Regions from separate parts of the Bicyclus anynana genome. Here region 1 is linked to region 2. The links are chromatin contacts, called in public Hi-C maps. All regions are on one chromosome and are shown on one strand. Each heading gives the region's core, a stretch centred on a gene start, on an enhancer-like site or on the middle of the called end of the contact. The rest is flanking DNA. Distances are from core to core; before and after follow the strand shown.

Evidence for each region. A called contact is a pair of places that touch in the nucleus more often than the background predicts.
Region 1: a Hi-C map of whole body shows a contact between it and region 2, with 3 times the contacts expected there. The contact joins two enhancer-like sites. A contact is called at or near these places in 2 of 2 Hi-C or Micro-C datasets (whole body and whole larva).

The regions. Positions count from the first base shown.
Region 1 is chr16:11,892,389-11,898,564 of ilBicAnyn1.1, reverse strand. No RefSeq gene overlaps it. Among protein-coding and RNA genes, the nearest start is that of LOC112057849, 25 kb to the left of the region's middle. Within about 2 kb of position 3,909, at least 8 of the 8 cell types and tissues checked have open chromatin away from gene starts, as enhancers often do.
Region 2 is chr16:11,742,125-11,747,487 of ilBicAnyn1.1, reverse strand. No RefSeq gene overlaps it. Among protein-coding and RNA genes, the nearest start is that of LOC128198857, 39 kb to the left of the region's middle. Within about 2 kb of position 2,812, at least 1 of the 8 cell types and tissues checked has open chromatin away from gene starts, as enhancers often do.

The sequences.
Region 1 (6,176 bases), core at 2,660-5,159, 150 kb before region 2:
TATTATTTTTAATCTGTGCCCAATCCCCAACAAGATTTAGGTAGGTCAGTAAGTACATGGTACACCACCAGGAATTCTAGATAAGGTAATAATAATAATAGATCATAATCACAATTATCCTCACGTATTGAATAATATTTGGATATTTTGGTATTGTTTACCGGTTGCTAGTAGATTATGATTGTGTATTTAATCAGAACGGTGTTTTATTGGCGCCATCTATTGGGAAGTAGTTGGACTAAACATAAAGTCCAATATCACATTTTGTAGTTGTTGTTTACAGATGGCACTGTTTGATTTCTTATTAGATTAAAGGCCACTAAAATGTTACCATTTAAATTCGACCAATTAGTATTTTTTACACTCTTTTTGGACCTGTATGTAGTATAAATTCGTGTTATGTGGGTTTCCGAATTATTATTACTAGTCACTTCATTCATTTCAATTCACAAACAAACAAATAGAGAATTCTAAACACATGCTTACTGTTGTTTGTATTAATAAGGTAGGTACCTACTTTAATCTGTACTTTTGCCTTAATTATTCTCTTTTTGAAGAAGGTAGTAGGTACATCATGAAAATTACCAGTTGAGAACCAAGCTCATAATATTATATTACTGGGTATGCACTAAACTGCGTTAATATATATGGTTAGAAGATTATTTAGAAGAGGTTTTACATTTTTTATATTCTTATCCACGTTGCATTAGCCCCGTTGTCCCATTCAGCCATTTTGAATCACATCACGTCCGGCCCGTGCGTAATTGGCGCCATTTACCGTCCGCCCGCCGCTTGGTACACGCTGCGTCCTACGTCCGTCGCAAACCAATATTGGGTCCATTTTGTTATCAGTGAGGATAAATTCTAATAAAATAAATGGAAAAACCTACAGTATAGATGAATAACTTTAAAATTAAGTTAATTAAAACAGTAACTATATTATAAAGTCTCAACTGGGTAGGTACTATGGAGTATCTTTGCGTGATCGAATCTGAAATAAGGAAATGAGAGGAGAGAGAGAGAGAGATAGTTCAAGGAGTTACGAAGCTGTAGTAGCAAAGAGCGGTGCTCATAGTTCAAAGAACCGTTGGAGTCCCAAGGTGCTGGAATACACCACACCGGAAAGCGCAGTGTGACGACTTTAAGTGGGTTACGGGAGCCCTTGGATGTTGACATTTGAGACAGTGGTGTTTGAAGTTCATATAGGAGGCCTATGTCCAGCAATGGCCGTCTGTCGGCTAATAATGATGAAGGAATGTATCACAGACAATTTAAATTTAATATTTGGGAATCAAATTTAGGCATATGAATTAGATTTATATGATAACAATGATAGCCCAGTGTAGCTAGTGTAGTAGATAGCCGTGATAGCCCAGTGGATATGACCTCTGCCTCCGATTCCGGAGGGTGTGGGTTCCAATCCGATCCGGGGCATGCACCTCCAACTTTTCAGTTGTGTGCATTTTAAGAAATTAAATATCACGTGTCTCAATCGGTGAAGGAAAACATCGTGAGGAAACCTGCATACCAGAGAATTATCTTAATTCTCTGCGTGTGTGAAGTCTGCCAATCCGCATTGGGCCAGGGTGGTGGACTATTGGCCTAACCCCTCTCATTCTGAGAGGAGACTCGAGCTCAGCAGTGAGCCGAATATGGGTTGATGACGACGATAACAATGATAGTGCTGCAATAAATAAAATGTAACCGAAATAAATAATATCATGTTATTCAGATTATAATTTTTACATCAATATACTAAAAACACAAATGAGAAACTTATGCGTTAATTGTAGTAGGTTCCTTGCTTAGTTTTTGCAAATCTTTTTGCCAATTAGTAAAATCCTCCTACAACTCATCCATTCCTGTCTATCTTCAGCCAGTCTGTTCTACGTCACTTGTCTAATATCGTCATCCCATCTTATTTGTGATCTACTTCTTTATCTTTTTCCTTCATCGTGGGGCATAATTGTGTCACAAGTCGAATTAAATAACACATTGTTAATTTAATTGGAAAAATCGAAACATTAAATTTGTAAAAATCATGGAAAGGCGACAATGAAATAACTACTTGTTCTTACATAATGAATATATTACATTTCTGTAGGGCTAAGGATATTTTGTCTATAACTAAATGTAAAATTACACTTAGTAAAATGGAGCAAACCCTGATATCAACCAAATCTCCCCACATTATCGCCCGGCGCGATTTCATTCAGTAAGGCCGAATAAATCAACGGGAAAGCTAAAAGCCGACAATAAATTTCGTCCCAATCCTGGTCATCGCGACCCAAAAGGCGTTTTAGCTAACCCAGGGACGGACCTTTCCGCTAAATAAATCCCTTATCTGCATACGGCAAACCTTTCTAGGGTCCAGCTTAATAAATTCAGGTTGGGTCTTGCGAAGTTTCTGCTTAAATTGTATTGAGTTGATTTAACTGCTCTTATAAAATTATTATAAAAGTGATAATCTGGTACCTAATAAAGAAATTAAACAAAGATATGTTATTTGCCGATAATGAACTTGGTATATTTTTATAAAAGAATTTTTAAATAAGTTCAGTGGTTTAGGCGTCAAAGTGTAACAGACAAAATCTTTATCGTATTTAAGTATTCATATTTTTACAAAAGATTTTTTTATCATATTTATAAAATATATTTTCATCAAGAGCATTTGTTTAAATTAATAATATGGGTAAAAAAAATCATTTTCGCATATTATAAAATAGTATTGTAGTCATCATATTCATCAGATGTTAAGGAAACCTATTAATCCGGACCGATAGCTTAACGCACTCTCCGAGGCAAGGGTATGGAATACTACCAACTTCCAACTAGGTTGTCATTTATCCTATAATTTGAACCCAAGACCTCGCAATCCGAAATCACATAGGCTAACTAAGAACTTACTATAGTATCTAAGTTCTACATACATTAATTCTACTAACATCGTTTGTGTTGTATGTGTGTGTGGTAAGAACAACTCTCTGTAGAGCCCAACGGTCCGCTCATTTGAAAAGCGGCCAAGCGGGTGCGCTCCCAAATCAATAGTAATTCTGCGGTAATCCTTCGATCCTTTGAAAAATACAACTACGTTAAATTTACAATTTAATGCCATTAGTATAAAGCGACTATCTATATAGGTTTTAGCTTATCAGCGGGCATTACTGAATAAATAAAATATAAAAAAAATTGGTTATAGGGACTGCCGATAGAAGTGAAAATATATTTAATTAGTTTAATTAAACGTTTCTAATAATAATCGTACAAAAACATATAAGATAAGATACACACAGTAAGTACTGCATCATACGTCAGCTGTATAGCTACAGATATATTGCTACAAGCTTAACGGTGACGCGAACGCACGATATTCGCGCATCCGTCTAAAAAGTGTCAAGGCACACACTTGGGATGTGAACCCGTAAGATTTCTTCCAACCAAAAAGTGCGTAACGTGGCTAAAGAAGTTTTAGAAAGAAAGGAAATTGTAGCAAGGTAGGTGCATTATTATTTTTTTAATTAAATCGGTTCACGCTAAACGCTATTTTAATGGACTGCAGTCGATTAATTGATTTAGCTGAAACTTTAATCGTGTTACCTTTAATCGTGTTTTAATTAAATCGGTTCACACTAAACGCTATTTTAATGGACTTCAGTCGATTAATTGATTTAGCTGAAACTTTAATCATTTAGTAGGTATAGATAAACATACATAAAAAAAACGGACCCGTCCCGTCTTTAATTATTTCATTCAGACCTCTCAAGTGGAAGATACCTATGTTGTCAGGTAAAAATAAATGCCAATAAAAATAAAATAAAAAGTTAAGTCTTAGCGCTCCAGTAACTATCTCACTCGCACATGATTATATTCAAATAGCCGTCTCATTCACACGAGTGACCGCTTGACCATTGGCTGACGCGTGTCCGTTCACACACATGCGTACCGTATATTATTATTATTTACCAACTGTTATGATAGTGTGTGTGACTGCGTGTTTTGTAATGGGCGGTGTGTGTTACAATTTCACTCCAAAAATGGAATTGAACCCAAAATCTCTGTGTTTTTTAAGCGCATTGCTTTTACAACTGTACCAAAGAGTTAACAAGCCTTGCCAATTCGACCCTTTCATGTAAACTGATTCTTTACGGTCATTGGCTTCCCTGGGAACTCGAAACCAACCCGTAATCGTATAGGTCTCTTCTACCATTGCGTTCTACAGGGTTTTAGTTAGGCTTCGAGATGATAGGTAAAGCTTAGAGCTCAGGGACCGATGCGATTTGATATAGGGTTAAAGGTCCCTATAGGAACGGCTTGATGATATTTTAGACAAAATATTAGTTAATATTAGTAGTTAACTGCCTTCATATATATTACTAGCTGACGCCGCGCGGTTTCACCCGCGTGGTTCCCGTTCCCGTAGGAATATAGGGATAATATAGCCTTCCTCATTAAATGGGCATAACAATGAAAGAATTTTTCAATTCGACCAGTAGTTCCTGAGATAAGCGCGTTCAATCAAACAAACAAACAAACTCTTCAGTTTTATAATATTAGTGTAGACATAGGTTCGAATTACGAAGTCCTGGAATACCTACTGTACCTACCTACTTTCCTTTTCAGTAAAATTCTCAGCCCGGAGATGGGAAGCCCGCCAAGCTGCATTGAAGCGGCGTGGTGGGTCTAAGCTCCATATCCTCTCTTTTATAGAGAGGGAGGTACCTTGTAGTGGATCGCTAAAATAATGATTACATACTAAGAAGTATGTATATATATCTATGTACAGCCTGGTGATGAAGATAGCCCAGTGGAGATGTACCTCTAGCTGCGATTCGAAGGGCGTAGGTTCGAATCCGGTACGGAGCACGCACCTCCGAGTTTTCAGTCAAGTATATGCATTTTAAGAAATTAAAAATCGCGCGCCTCAGACGGTGAAGGAAAAACATCGTGAGGAAACCTGCTTACCTGAGAGTTTTCTTAATTCTCGTTATGCAGTGATTTTATAAAATAAAAAATATTTCTTATCTATCAAAACTTTTCCAGCCGGAAAAGCTAGTAGGATCCATATCCTAAAGATAAGGAAAGTACCTACTATGCGTCGTAATTAAACAATATTCCATGGCTTTTTTTCATTGCTACAACGCGTTGAGTTCGAATAGTATGTCAGCCACGACACGAATTTCGCTATTTGGTCTTTCTGTGTTTGCAACAACGTGTCGTGCGCGTTTTCATTAGAGCCATAAAACGAACTTCGCTATGTTGTTGATGGATGTTTTACTGTGATCACAACGCTCACTGAGCGTTTTCGATCATTGAGTGTAACACGTACATAGGCAGATAGTATGCATATCAAAACAATGGTAGGTACCTCTAATAGATAAGGGAGTACAGTAGGACCTCTTGGACTAAGTGTCCCATATCCTGCGAGCTCGTCTCGTATCCTGCTGCAGATGTAGTGTTGTCCTATCTGTGTTTACATCTGCGTTACAAATGTGTTACATCACGACGCTCCAGTACCCGTTACTTATCTTGCCTTGAGAGAACTAGGGTTGCTACCAGTTCAGGTTTCTTAAGTAGAAACCTGTCTTTATGAAAATAATTTTTCCGTCTTTATGAAAATAATTCTGTGTCTAATATTGCCGAGAACCTATGTCATCACAGCATCCATTTGAAATACATTACAACAATTCATTGTTATCTTTACGTCGAATAGTTTTATTACTACTGCCAATGTTAAATGTTTAAATGTTACTGATCATGTAATGATAACCATGTTGAAGTCTCAATTTTAAATATTCATGAAAGCAACCATGTTAAAGTTTCGGTCTCTAATATTTATGAAAAATATTACAACAATTCATTGTAGCCTTTACTTCAAATAGTTTAATATCATGAAAAACATTAGGTAAATTAAAAAAAACAAAATATCTAACCTGTTGAACAATCATATGCAATTATATTAAAGTTTCGATCTCAAATATTCATGAGAAACATTACAACAATCCATATTTGTCTTTACTACAAATAGTTTATTTACTAAAGTGTTGTTCGTAACAAATCTTAAACACTCATAATATAAACATTGCAATAATAGGTAGGTACTTTGTTGCCATTATTTCAGTTACAATTTTACCCCAAATAGTTCAGTCTCTATCTAACCTTTCCACAGCATTTATTTT
Region 2 (5,363 bases), core at 1,563-4,062:
TGAACAATATTTATTTCTATTTTTTTAATACTTAATCTTGATTGTCACAATATTACCTTGATAACTCTATATCTAATATCGGACTTGCAATCACTTCGCTTCTTCGGTTGACTTTACTAATGATGAATAACATAGGATACAAATTTAATTTGAAATTAACGAGCTTATTTTTAAATAAAACAAAGTGGGTATCAAAAGGTATTACAGAGCGTAACGTAACGGTTTATTACTCTTTGTAACGTCACGTCAGTAAGTAAATAATTAACTATGCAGCTATGGCTATGGCATATGGTCATTTACCCTAGAACCGGTTTTTACAGAATACATTGGATGGGCCCGTGGCCAGTTATTAGGGCGTTTTAACCCTTCAATGCGGGCCCTAAATAAGATGACCTCTCCGACCCAATTCCCCATTTTTCTGTTAAAACTGTAACCCTACGCGTGCTGTCTGTGGGGTAAAATGCTTTTTTTGGTAATAAAATTTTATTATTTATTATAAAACGTCTGTCGTTACCTCATGTGTTTATTGTTGGTGTTCCGATTAGTTATTTGTATTGAATGGTTATGGAACGTGATTGTCGGTCGAATAACAGCTTTTATTATTTTTTATTAATTACTTACGGCCAGTTTCTTTATCGCAAGTAACAGTCAAAGTAACGTCATAAATCAAAAGTGACGTCTTATGCACTGAAAAATAAAGTCTTCTTTACTACTTACTACTTTTACTGTTACTTTAGCTTTACATGAAGAAACTGGCTGTTAATAGTAAATTGCTTTTTGGTAAGTTATTTTGCAATAAATTTTTATTTCTATTTCGAGTAGATATACAATATAACTGTAAGTACAATATAAATTACATAACCATGCAAGAGATTACTTCTTACTCGATAATTTTAGAAGAGTAGATACTAATCTAGGTGGGTAGGTAGTCTATAAGCCAAGTTGTATTGTTGGTGTATTACTCTGTTGAGATGTATAACAACTTTATAATCTTTGTATTGTCCGTGTAATAAACAAGTGACTATAAAAACAAAACACCTAAATGCTGGCTGAGTTTGATTCTGTTCTTCACAGTCTGAGCGCGTCTGAAACCCTCAAGCGAGCTTTAATTTAAATATCAAAGCTTTAATTATCAATATTCATCATTTCAAGACTTCAGTTATCACTAATTATCATCATAATCAGCCGATGTACATCCACCATTGGACATAGGCCTCTTGCATGGACTTACAATGACAACAGTCTCGAGCCGCCAGCATCTAGCGGCTCCCTACAATCCGCTTGATGTCCTCGCTCCACCTAGTGGGGGGTCGACCAACACTGCGCTTACCGGTGCAGGGTCGCCGTTCCAGCACCTTGGGACCCAAACGTCCATCGGGTCTTCGAACAAATTCGAATTAAGTATCACTATTATAGGTAGGTACTATAAAATAATGTAAAAACTAATAGGTTCTCATAAGGTTTATTCAATAAAACATTTTTACGTTAACTAACTTGTATTACCTAAAGCCATCTTTCCTTTTTTTCTATCACAATAACTGATAACTAAGTTCTCACAATAAGCAGATTACTGTGTGCAATATTTTTGTAAATGTAAGTAATATTTTAACATTAATTAAATCTCTCGTTTACATTTTTTGATTAAAGATTATTAGTATTAACTTCTAAAGTAACCACTAACGAATATACCTATGTGACAAATAAATTGAATTTTGAATTTTTTAAACAGAAAAATTGCAATAAGCAAAACTAAGCAGCTGTGAACTTTCGATCGTTTAGTACTTTTGAAATTATTGCTGAAAACCAGTTCTGATGTTATTATAACAGTAGCACCCTTTTGCAAATTGCACTGCAAAAAAATGCATTGTCCAAGTAGCAGATGGTGAAAGTTTATAACGGACATTGCAAAAATAATAATGTGTCACTTTTAATTTTTAAATGTCTAAAAATTTAAATTTTTAACTACCGTTGACATTATAAAACAAACTTTTAACTAAAATCTAAGAAATATGAAATAAAAATAATACCTACCTATAATATATACCTAAATTATACAAATCTTATGAGTTTTAAATTGAATTATCTATGCCTACATACTAATAATAAGTGTATAAGTATTGTAGGGTAATCTCTGAATTTAATAAACCGATTTTTTTTTTTATTCTGTACAAGTTAGCCCTTGACTACAATCTCACCTGATCGTAAGTGATGATGTAGTCTAAGATGGAAGCGGGCTAACTTGTTAGGAGGAGGATGAAAATCCACACCCCTTTCGGTTTCTACACGGCATCGTACCGGAACGCTAAATCGCTTGGCGGTACGTCTTTGCCGGTAGGGTGGTAACTAGTCACGGCCTAAGCCTCCCACCAGCCTAGACCTGGACAAATTAAGAAAATCGCAATCTGCCCAGCTGGGGATCGAAAACAGGACCTCCGTCTTGTAAATCCACCGCGCATACCACTGCGCCACGGAGGCCGTCAAATTTTGCAAAATCCTAAAGGTAAAACAAAACTATGTGTTTTACACTGAGTATAATACACAATTACATGATCAATAGCAACACACGCAATTTAAATAAGGAAGTATTTGTACGTACCTATACGTGGGTATCTATCGCTAAATAATGAAATTTAATGATAACATAACATACCTTTAAGAATGTCTGACGCGCTACTTCTTAAATAATATCACTACAACAAATAAAATAATTTAGATCGAACTACAAATCAGTACAAAAGTTCCAACCCCATACTGCCCGCTGTCCGAAAGGGGTGGGGCTAAAAATACCCATTGGTCATCATAGGGGACGCCGCTGGGGCATTCCAATTGAGGGTCCAATTTATTCCAATAAGATTTTTATAAGGTAGCTCGTGTGTCTGTAAGCGTTTATGATTCTTATCACTTTGTAAATAAAGACTTTTATTCCCTAATGGATGTTCTCTACGAATTAACGACAGAACTAACTATGAATCTTTGACCGTGAAGTGATTCATAAGTAAACGTACTAGCACCTACTGTATACTATATTTAAAGTTTCACATTGTATTTAATTGGTAGGTATTTCAAATAAGAATAATCATCACTTACCATCAGGTGAGAATGTATAGTCAAGGGCTAACTTGTAAAGAATAAAAAAAATATATTGTAAGTATAAAATAGATGATAACCAAAAGATGTAAACTCAAATACATGAGGAATTAATTTTATTATAGGTAAATAAGCTCTATATTAATAATTGCCTTGTACTTTTTGTTTTTGTTATGTGGGCACAAAGACGCCAGAATAATGCCTAATTGTAAATCTAAACCTATAACAATTTTTTAATTGACTATTTCCTTTTCGGTCCCCGTTATATAATGTATCACTGTACTTACCTAAAGATTAACTAAACTAAGTATAGGTACAGTATCCTATTGTATAGGTTAAAAATATGACTCTGATAAAAATAACTAAGTGGATGATTGATAAAACACTTAACCGTAACAAGAAAATAAACAATAATATTCCAATGTTAAAAAACAACAAAGTTCCCACAGGATTCATAAACATTCACCACAAGATAAGTAAGTAGGTACACTGTACCCCGGACGACTGCAATGCGACTTGATAATTAAACAATGAAAGGGTTAATTCTTGTTTGTACTTTATTAATATTTCCGTGGTCAGCCGCGAGGGAGCCGGGCGGTTCAAAAATGAAACTTTAAATATTACGGACCGTAATCTTCCGTAATACAAGACATTACGGAATATATTATTTAGCGTAACCGACTTGAATTTCCGTAATTACTTAGACTGAATGACTCTCGCAAGGATCGTTGATCACACGGAAGTTTGAAGAGTTCATAAATAAGGGTAGGCATAGTAGTTTTTCTTTAATGCCTTATTGATATTAATATTGTTTACTAACGGATTAGCAACTTCGTCTGCGTGGAATTCAGTTTTTCACGAATCCCGCGGGAACCGTGGATTTTTCCTGGATGAAAAATAGCATAGGTAGGTATATGTTAATCCAGAGTAAAATGTATTCATTCGCTTCAGTAGCCGCAGCGTAAAAGAGGAACAAACACACACACATACACATAACTAATTTTATATTAATACTAGTGGACGGCCGCGACTTCGTACGCGATATTTTGATCCATAAACTATATTCCGATACAAGTCCCATTAAAATTGGTCCAGACGTCCCAGATATTAGCCCGGACAAACATAACAGACAGACAAAAATTTTAAAATGCTTGATTATGTTTTCATATCATGTAAATAGCTAGGTAGGTATACTCTTAGGTATAGGTAAGCACTTTAGGAACACGTTTTTTTTTGTTATTTGGTAATATTTTCTTTATTATTATTCTACCTACCTAGTTATATAATTATTAATATTAGACTAGTTTAACGACTCACAGAGACAGGCCTTCTTTTTACACCTACGAGTGATATTGAGCTTATACCCACCACACCACACAATGTGGTTTGGCGGGTTTTATTAATGTTATGCTAGTCACTCACCGTTCAATAAGTCCACGTGCTTAAAGCGCTAACGATGTGCATGGAGATCGCGACTAAAACACGATCACTTTTATCTGATGTCCTTCCGTTTGTGCTGCAAGAATATGAGCTTATTGGATGGTGAGTAGCTAGCATTAAATTGTTTTTACGATCACTATCTAGGGTTGCCAACACTTTTTTAGAAAAATATAGTTTTTTTTTATATTTAAGCTGTAAAAAATTTAAAATATAGTATTTTATAGAATAAGTAAAGTATAGACCAACATAATGTATTAAATTTGTTTTTAAAAAACCTAATTTATTAGCACTTTAGTTTGCCCTTGACTACAATCGCACCTGATGCATTCTAAGATGGAAGCGGGCTAACTTGTTAATGAAAATACACACCCCTTTCGGTTTCTGCACGACATCGTACCGGAACGCTAAATCGCTTGGCAGTAACGTCTTTGCTAGTAGGGTGGTAATTAGACACGGCCGAAGCCCACCAGCACAAAATACATATTATTTTGATTTGGGAAATATTTTATAAATTTGAATAAATTATTCAGAAGCAAGCCAAGTATAATAATAATTATTATTTTTCATTAAAATGATTTTCAAAACTTTTAAAACACAGCGACATCTATAATCATTTACTTTTCTATTTTTATATGCCATCTAGCGTAATTTCACAAAACTAGCTTGGATTTTCCAATATCCAATAGAATTTTCTAATTGGATCTATAAAACGTATATTTGTATGAAATTAATCATAATAACCTATATTCTAATAAGAAGATTTAAATGTACAATAGACCACACAAGTTTTTAAACATTTTGCTAATACTTACTACCTATTTACTTATTTGCGTCAA